Linked DNA regions of Danio rerio: region 2 is linked to region 1. A link is a contact called in public Micro-C data. All regions are on one chromosome and are shown on one strand. The core of a region is the stretch at or near the end of the contact, and the rest is flanking DNA. Distances in the headings are between cores, read along the strand shown. Region 1 holds the start of trim66 (tripartite motif containing 66). Region 2 holds the start of slc7a6os (solute carrier family 7 member 6 opposite strand).

Region 1 (3,963 bases), core at 394-2,893:
TGAGCTTCAGGTGTTTAAAATAACAGCAATGAACTGAGTGAATAACACACTGGGAATGTTCTGAAACTTGACACAGTTTTGCTTTATTAAAGGAACATTTACAACTCATTAAATATGTACTGAATTGATCAAATGTGACCTTTTCACTACTATCTAGCAAATTCAGTGACAAAATACACTTTTTATTTTATTTTTTTTACAGTTTTGTGGCTGGTTAAAAGTATTTATATCTGGTCAGTGTTCTCAATCTCAAAAGTACTTGGCAGGTATAGCAAAAAGCTTATTTTAGACCCTGCCTGAGCATAAAAAAGTCAAACAATTCCCACAAAGCCACAGAGAGTAAACACAGAACTGACTAAATGATTCTGCTCAAGTGCCACAGAGGCTCCCACAACAAAGGTGTCTTGTAGCACCACCAAGAAGAATATGAAAGTTCAGGAAAGCTGTCAGTGAAATTACTATACTTGTTTTTCCTTTTCCTTTTTTTTTTTTTTTTTTTTTTGACAATGAAACCTGTTCAAACCTGTGAAAAGTCCAAATGCTGTCAAAGTAGGTGACAAAATAAAGATTAAAATTCTATACAAAATGCCAATAGTACTCTACAAATATATATATATATATATATATATATATATATATATATATATATATATATATATATATATATATAGCCCCCCTGTTTATTTTTTTCCCCAATTTCTGTTTAAGATTTCTAGTTTTACATAATAACACATTTCTAGATAAAACATAGTTTTAGTACCTCATTACACACACACACACACACACACACACACACACACACACACACACACACACACACACACACACACACACACACACACTGGGTGTAGTAAGTATTGAACACGTCAACAAAGGTGCTGTTGATTTGAAATGTTCACCAGATATTGATAACAACCAAAGAAATCCATTTATGCAAAGAAAAAAAAGAATTAGTTTACAAATTGGGCAATAAAATAAAATGACACGTGTAGCTGTGTGAGGCAGGGAAAAAGTATTGAACACAAGAAGAAAGAGAGGCATAGAAAGTCAGTGAAAGTCCAGACAGTAGCTGAAATCTCTCAGTAGTTATTCAGTAACCCTCTGCCCTTCATAACTGTAAATTAATATTACCTGCTTCAGTTTAACATCTAGATTAGCAGGATGATGAAGATAAAACCAGAACTGACATTTCAGCAAGACAACGATCCAACACAGCCAAGGAAACTCTGAAATGATTTCAGAGAAAGAAAATCAAGCTGTAGAATGGCCCAGGCAATCCCTTGAATTTTATCCAGTAGAAAATAAAGATTAGATTTGAGGGGGGACATTATGTCTTATATGACAAATATATAAAATAAAAGTATCATGATAATATATATGACAGCAATAGCATACTTTTCTAATTTTATTGCGAAAGCCAAACATAAAACATTATTATCTAAATATAAAATTATTATGATTAATTATAATCCTTTAATTTATTCCGTTTATGTTAAAAACTGGGCGAAATGCGTTTTCAGTCGTTCTTTCTATCCTCCAACAGTCAGTATGTGTTCAAATAAAACTGAGGCAAAGGCGACATCTGCTGGCTTGAGCGCACGTGGCATCCAAAGGTAAGGAACTTTAGTGCGCAACGCAGGGTGCGCATCACGAAAAACACGGGAGGTGAAGGACAGGATTGATAACGCGCCGGTTCTCTTATAACTTTGATTCCTCGAGCTCGTTAGACATTTCCCGCAGATAGCAGGTCTAGCAGAGACTGCGCACTGAAAGTTGTGCGTCTGGATTATAACGAACGAGCAAATATTTTGACAGTTGCAGCGCTTAAACGGTAGAAGGAATAAAAATCATACCCGTAATAAAAAAATACAGTGTCCAGGGCTGGAAAGACTTTTGGATACGGTGATGTGAGGCTGTTTAGACACTGAAGCATCTCCGAAATCGCCAGATCTTTCATCCGCTGCGAAGGAGGTGGAGGATTTTTTTTATTTTTTTGGATTTGAGCCTCTTGAAGAGAAGCAAGGTGCGGTTCAAACTCTCATTATGTGTGCATGCGTTCATCAATGTTTCATCTGCCATCTTCAGTGTGATTGATTATAGTTAAGGATTGAGTATAACGACTCTTACATTGTGATTTTTACAAATGTTGCCTCCTATATAGGCAGTTTGTTCAGGATTTTGTGGAGTCCCATCCCATCTGCGTGAGAAGATTCTCCCCAAAACGCAGAGGTGTATAGTGCGCATTTTGACATATTACAACTTGCACACGTGTATGTGTTTCGTGTTGTATTTAACGCGTTTGCTTTTGCACCTCAGCGTTCTTTTTGGAAAGTAATATAGGGAGTAGATTAGATTATTAGTCGTTGTGTTGTTTTTTTTATTTCGATGTAGGCTAAATAAAGGTGAAACAAATTAAACAATCTCATACAAGGGTTTAAAAGACAGCGACCTATTTTTTTGCACTGTGATTTATGAGGCGACTGTTCCATTGAAGAGTTGAGCTGGAATTTAACATTATTACCATGTTGAGTCTGACTGAACGTAAGATCCCTTGATGCAGACAGATTGATTTTTAGAACCCTTTTTGGGTTGTCTTGTTTGCTGTGCGAATTTTATCTCGACTTCTTGTGTAGTTATGTTTTTCCCGCTCTATTAAAAGCGAACATTTATTAAATCATTATGTAGCCTTGTCTAAAGGTAATTTGGTCGACGAGATCTGTATGGAGGCAAGCTGAAGGTCAGTTGGCTTACATATGATATTCTTTTTGTGTGTGTGTGTAATTTATAATATATGCCAAGTTAATAATCCACATTGGTTTGTCATGCTGTCAAAATAGCCTTTAACCTAACGCAGTCTGTTTGCAACTTGTTTGTTTAACATCTTTGACTGCACATCTAACTTTTGTCATTGTTAAAATACGAAAACATGTATTTGTAATTTGTAAAAGTATAATACATTTTATATATAATTATAATATTAATTCCTTACATTTATATAGCACTTTTCTGGACACTCAAAGCACTTTACAGATTGGTAGCAATCTCCTCATCCACCATCAGTGTGCAGCATGCACCTGGATGACATGACGGCAGCCATATTGCACCAGACTGCACACCACACACCAGCTCATTGGTGGAGAGGAGAAAAGACAATTATGATATGGGGATGGTTTGGATGCCATGATGGACAGAGGCCAGATTTGGCCAGGATGCCGGGGTCAACCCCTTACTCTTTTTCGAAGGACATCCTGGAATTTTTACCGGGGCCTCGGTTTTACCTCTACTGAGCAGTATAGAGTACTATACTGCCCTAAACTGGGGCATTAGGACCCACACAAACCACAGGTTGGGTGCCCCCTGCTGGCCTCACTAACACACCGACAGCAACCTAGCTTTTCTATGTGGTCTCCCATACAGGTAACTGACCAGGCGCAGCCCTGCTTTGCTTCAGTGGGCAACCATATCAGAGTTGCCGAGAGCTAGCTGCAGGCCATTAGTGGTTCTGAAGGAAAGGGTCTGGGTCTCACTAGGGTAAAGAAAGGTACAGATAAAGAAACAAAAGAACAAACGAAACAACAACAAAATAGTTTATAAAAAGGTGAAAGGTGTAGCCAAAACTGTTGAGGACCACTCTACTTGCAATAAACAATTGACAAAATATGCGCGTTTATGAAAATGTGTTTACTCCCACATTCCAAAAATGTCAAGTGTACGTAATCAACAAAACATATCCACCGCCATATAACCCTGCAGCCCAAGACTGGTAGGCAGGGCTTAACGTGGTTAGTACTTGGATGGGAGACAACATAGGAAAACTAGAGGTGCATCCCAAATCGCATACACAATTCTACGCCATTTTGTAGTATAAATAGTGTAAGTAGCGCGTTCACACTGCAAACTAAAAATAAGTGCACTTTAATTACCCGGATGATGCTCAGCCCTAATATGACTGGGACACTATAT
Region 2 (3,963 bases), core at 905-3,404, 150 kb before region 1:
ATCAGTGTCTCATTTCTGGGCTGCTACTGTCCACCGGTTGCATTTTTGGTCGTGGGCAAATGCTTTAAGAGCCTTCCTGATTGACTGAATAAATCAAATATGCTGTTTTCCATGAAGGCAACCCTGGGTGCTGAAATTTATTTGGCTAAAGTGCCATTGGGTGAGTTAAAAGAACCAAAACAAAGGCAGCTGTTCCACCACGGAATGCCCATCTTCAAAGCTGAATTTCTGTCTTCAGCATTGTTTTTCAGATAAACAAGAATGTCTCTTAGCATGTTTTTTTAGATATCTGCAAACATATTATGGTATTTTTATGCTTTAGAAGAGTCAAACAAACTTTCAAAAGCACATTTAAACTTTTAAAATGACAAAGACTAATCAGACTGTTTGCACTTTTTTTACGACTAAGCACCAAATGCTTTAGGTGATTTATTTTCAACTGTAAGCATTTTTACATGTTAATAATATCACATACCTGACATACTGATTGAAAAATGCCTATCGCCTCAAACTTTACAGTAAGGCTCCATTTGTTTACATTAATTGAATTACCAAAGAAAACTACTTATTAACCTTAAATGTACATTTCTTAGTTAAGGTTTGATAAATCATTAAATCAATAAAGTCATAACTGTATAACTTAATGGACCTAATAACTAATACAGCTCAAACATATTTTTTATAACCAATAACTTCAAATGTAACCATTCCTTACTGTTGACGTTAATGCATTAACTAAAAGTAACTAATAAGCAGGCCTACACGGAATCTGCAGGTGCAGAAACCTGCAGATTTCGACAGTTTTTTAGCCCATCATTGAGCGTTTTTTTTTTTTTTTTACTTGTGTAAATGCATGTAAACTTATAGCTATTCAGTTTTTAAATTAATTTAACTAATATTATGATATAATAATAATAATAATAATAAAACATTTATAATTTTTTAACAATAGAGTTTGTAAAGAAATATTTTCAGTATTTTAGTTGATCTATCATGAGAGACTTGCTTTATTTACCAAATAAGTGGATCTAATTGGATTTGTCTTGTAAACATTAAATAAAAAATAAAAAATGTATTATGTGTAGATTTCATATATAAGTTTAGTTATGAAACTCCTAAAATCATTCAGCATAAATCTGAAGATTTTTACTAAATTCTCTGCAGAAATAGCACAAAATGTTCACAGATTCTGTCAGGCTATACTAAAGAGACATTTTGTAAAGCATTACCTATAATATTTTCTAATCCTTTTGCAATTTAATTTGCTTGAAACATGTTTACTTTGAAATTTAATATACAATAAGGTAATCCACAATACTCTTGAGTTCTTTTTGTTATTGTGTCTTTTAAAGTAAGCCTTTTTTTTTTGTCAATATCCTGATAGCCTCAGCAACTATTGCAACAACAAAGTAACATTCACATCTAAATGAAACAAATAATTATGACAGATTTAACCTCAGCAAACATCTGAAATGTATTTATATAATCTTAGTCTCTTCATATTCATACATCACTGTCTGCAACAGGCAATGAAGAACATAAAGGTGTAATTTCAGACTGTCACTTCTGATTCTGTCACAATCTTTGAGGAAGGCAAATGATATTGTAAAACACCTTCAGTTAGCTAAACGCCAAATATCATCTGCCTCAAAATAAAAACACTCATAAAACGATATTATTTGACAGGCACGTTGGCATGTCATGACGTCATTACGCATCATCACCAACCACCGAAAACAATACAATATCTCGCAGCGCAGCTCGTTTCAGGTGTCAGTTGTCGACACGACAGCCTAATCAGTCGTTACCTGTGAAACCACGGTGGCCACTAGCTTGAACACGGAGTTCTCTATCTTGGGCTCCTGTGGTTCTGGCTCGCTTTCATCGCTGGGCTGAGCCGCCGTGGCCTCCGGACGGATCCGTTTACAGGCCAGCAGCAGCGCGTCCGCCGGATCAGTGCCCCTCTTCCTCTTCACGCGCAGAATGGTCGTGCTCGGGTCCATTTCGCTAAAGACTGCTGCGTCACCGAACTGACGATTTCAGATGACAGACAAACCGATGCACGAGGCAGCCAGTGACAACAACAACCTACGCTGTAGCCTTTCTTTCTTCCTTTTCACTCGTTTTTTCTCCTTTGGTGTTTTTCCTCTTTAGTGACCATCTAACTGAGGAACAGCAGCGCCACGCCGCGTCCTGGAGGGGCTTAAGTGTTCAAATACGGCCGCATATTGTTGCAATTAACCGCCTGCAGAGGTCGCGGTTTAATTGCGTTAAATTAAAGATTGGCGAAAAGCGGCCACTTGAAAACCTAGGATTGACTACTGTTTACTATTGGCCTCAACCTAGCTAAACAGCTTATGAAATTACTATAATTTTTTCGGGACATTTATAAACTTTGGCTGAAGAGGCAATTTGTGTCGGCTGCTGTTTTTGTTAGTATTGGACTATGGGTTTTTGAAAACAACCAAGCTAAACATTAAAATAATGTGTGTTTTGGTACATGTTTAAATTTGAGCAAAATGACGTCATTTGGAATTATCATGTTTTTATTATCATTATTATTATTATAGACCATAAAACATGGTTGTAAACAACCCAGCTAAACAACGTAGTAAATTATAATAATATTTTTAGGGACTTCTATAAACATTGGCTAAAAGAGGCTATTTGAAATCCTTTTTGAATCCAGTTTTTGTTTAGACTATTACAGTACATTAATTTTTAAAAACAACTTTAAGTCAGCATTTTCTTTTTCCTTAAAAACTAGCCGTTAAAATGATTTGCCTGTTATAACATTCATTCATTTTCTTTTCAGCTTGGTTCCTTTATTAATCAGGGGTCGCCACAGCAGAATGAACCGCCAACTTATCCACCAAATGTTTTACGCAGCGGATGCCCTTCCAGCTGCAACCCAATCACTGGGAAACCTGTTATAACATTTTAAATGCAATTTCCATATTTACATTTACAATAGGCAACTGACAGATTTAACTGACATAGATTTTCTTTAGCCCTATAAGATAAGCATATAGCAAACTAAAATTTCCTCCAAAGTGAAAAAGTACCATTACACACAATTAAGTAAATAAATAAATTCAGAACGTTTAGTTTGTTTGTTCAGTGAAAAATATTAACTGCAAACACAAGTTGAAAATGATTTACATGGTCTAAATTTAAACAAACAAATTGAATGAAGAAAATGTCCAACTTGATTTCTGTTAAATTCACTCCATATTGTTTGCCGTTGTAAAAAAATTATAAATACAATTTTTTCAGTGTTGAGGTAAAATTGGTTTTATATTCCCTTTATATTAGCAAGAATCACAACCACTACACATGAAATTGTGTAGGTTTAAGCCACACTGCGTTTACAGTGTAACTGATTATATATTAGCCTACCTATTATAAAGCAATATTTAATATTGAGGTTAATCTTGATTTGTACACATCTATTACATCTCCCTTTGTCCCATTTTATTCAATGACATCAGAATCGATTGAGTCCGCAGTACATGCGCTCCTGGAGATCAATAAAAGAAACACTTCTGTGTGAATGCGCTCACACCCCCATCCCCCGACACACAGAATCATGGAGAGAGAGAGAGAGAGACAGAAAAAGCCCTCTTTCACACACACACATACACACACGCACCCACGCTCGCGCACTCGCACACATCTTCTGTTGAAGCGCTCAGAAGCGCGAAGCCACTGACAAAGTGCGGATGAAAATGAGTGGGACACTCGTGTTAGAGTAAACGCGTGTTGTTGAGTTCGACTCTAAACTCTGAACTGATCACCATGGGAGCTGTTTGGACTGTACGGCTCCTCTGTTTGTTTTTGCTCTTGTTAAACACTCGCCAAAGCGCCGCACTTCCTCACAACACTGGTAAGAGTCTTTACTTTGTTACACGCGATGCTCTACACACGCAATTTCAATTCGCACGCCTTTGCGGCTTGTTTACG

The links. A called contact is a pair of places that touch in the nucleus more often than the background predicts.
Region 2: a Micro-C map of caudal fin shows a contact between it and region 1, with 7 times the contacts expected there. The contact joins the promoter of slc7a6os here to the promoter of trim66 in region 1. A contact is called at or near these places in 1 of 18 Hi-C or Micro-C datasets (caudal fin) and 1 of 4 datasets of contacts at active chromatin or transcription factors (embryo).

Annotation. Positions count from the first base shown.
Region 1 is chr7:28,496,950-28,500,912 of GRCz12tu, reverse strand. It overlaps trim66 (tripartite motif containing 66), which reads left to right and starts at 1,643. Exons shown (of 18, transcript XM_073908525.1): 1 at 1,643-2,023.
Region 2 is chr7:28,650,031-28,653,993 of GRCz12tu, reverse strand. slc7a6os (solute carrier family 7 member 6 opposite strand) reads right to left here and starts at 2,154. Exons shown (of 5, transcript NM_001007344.2): 1 at 1,809-2,154. The coding sequence starts at 2,003. scube2 (signal peptide, CUB domain, EGF-like 2) reads left to right here and starts at 3,694. Exons shown (of 23, transcript NM_001014813.1): 1 at 3,694-3,886. The coding sequence starts at 3,799.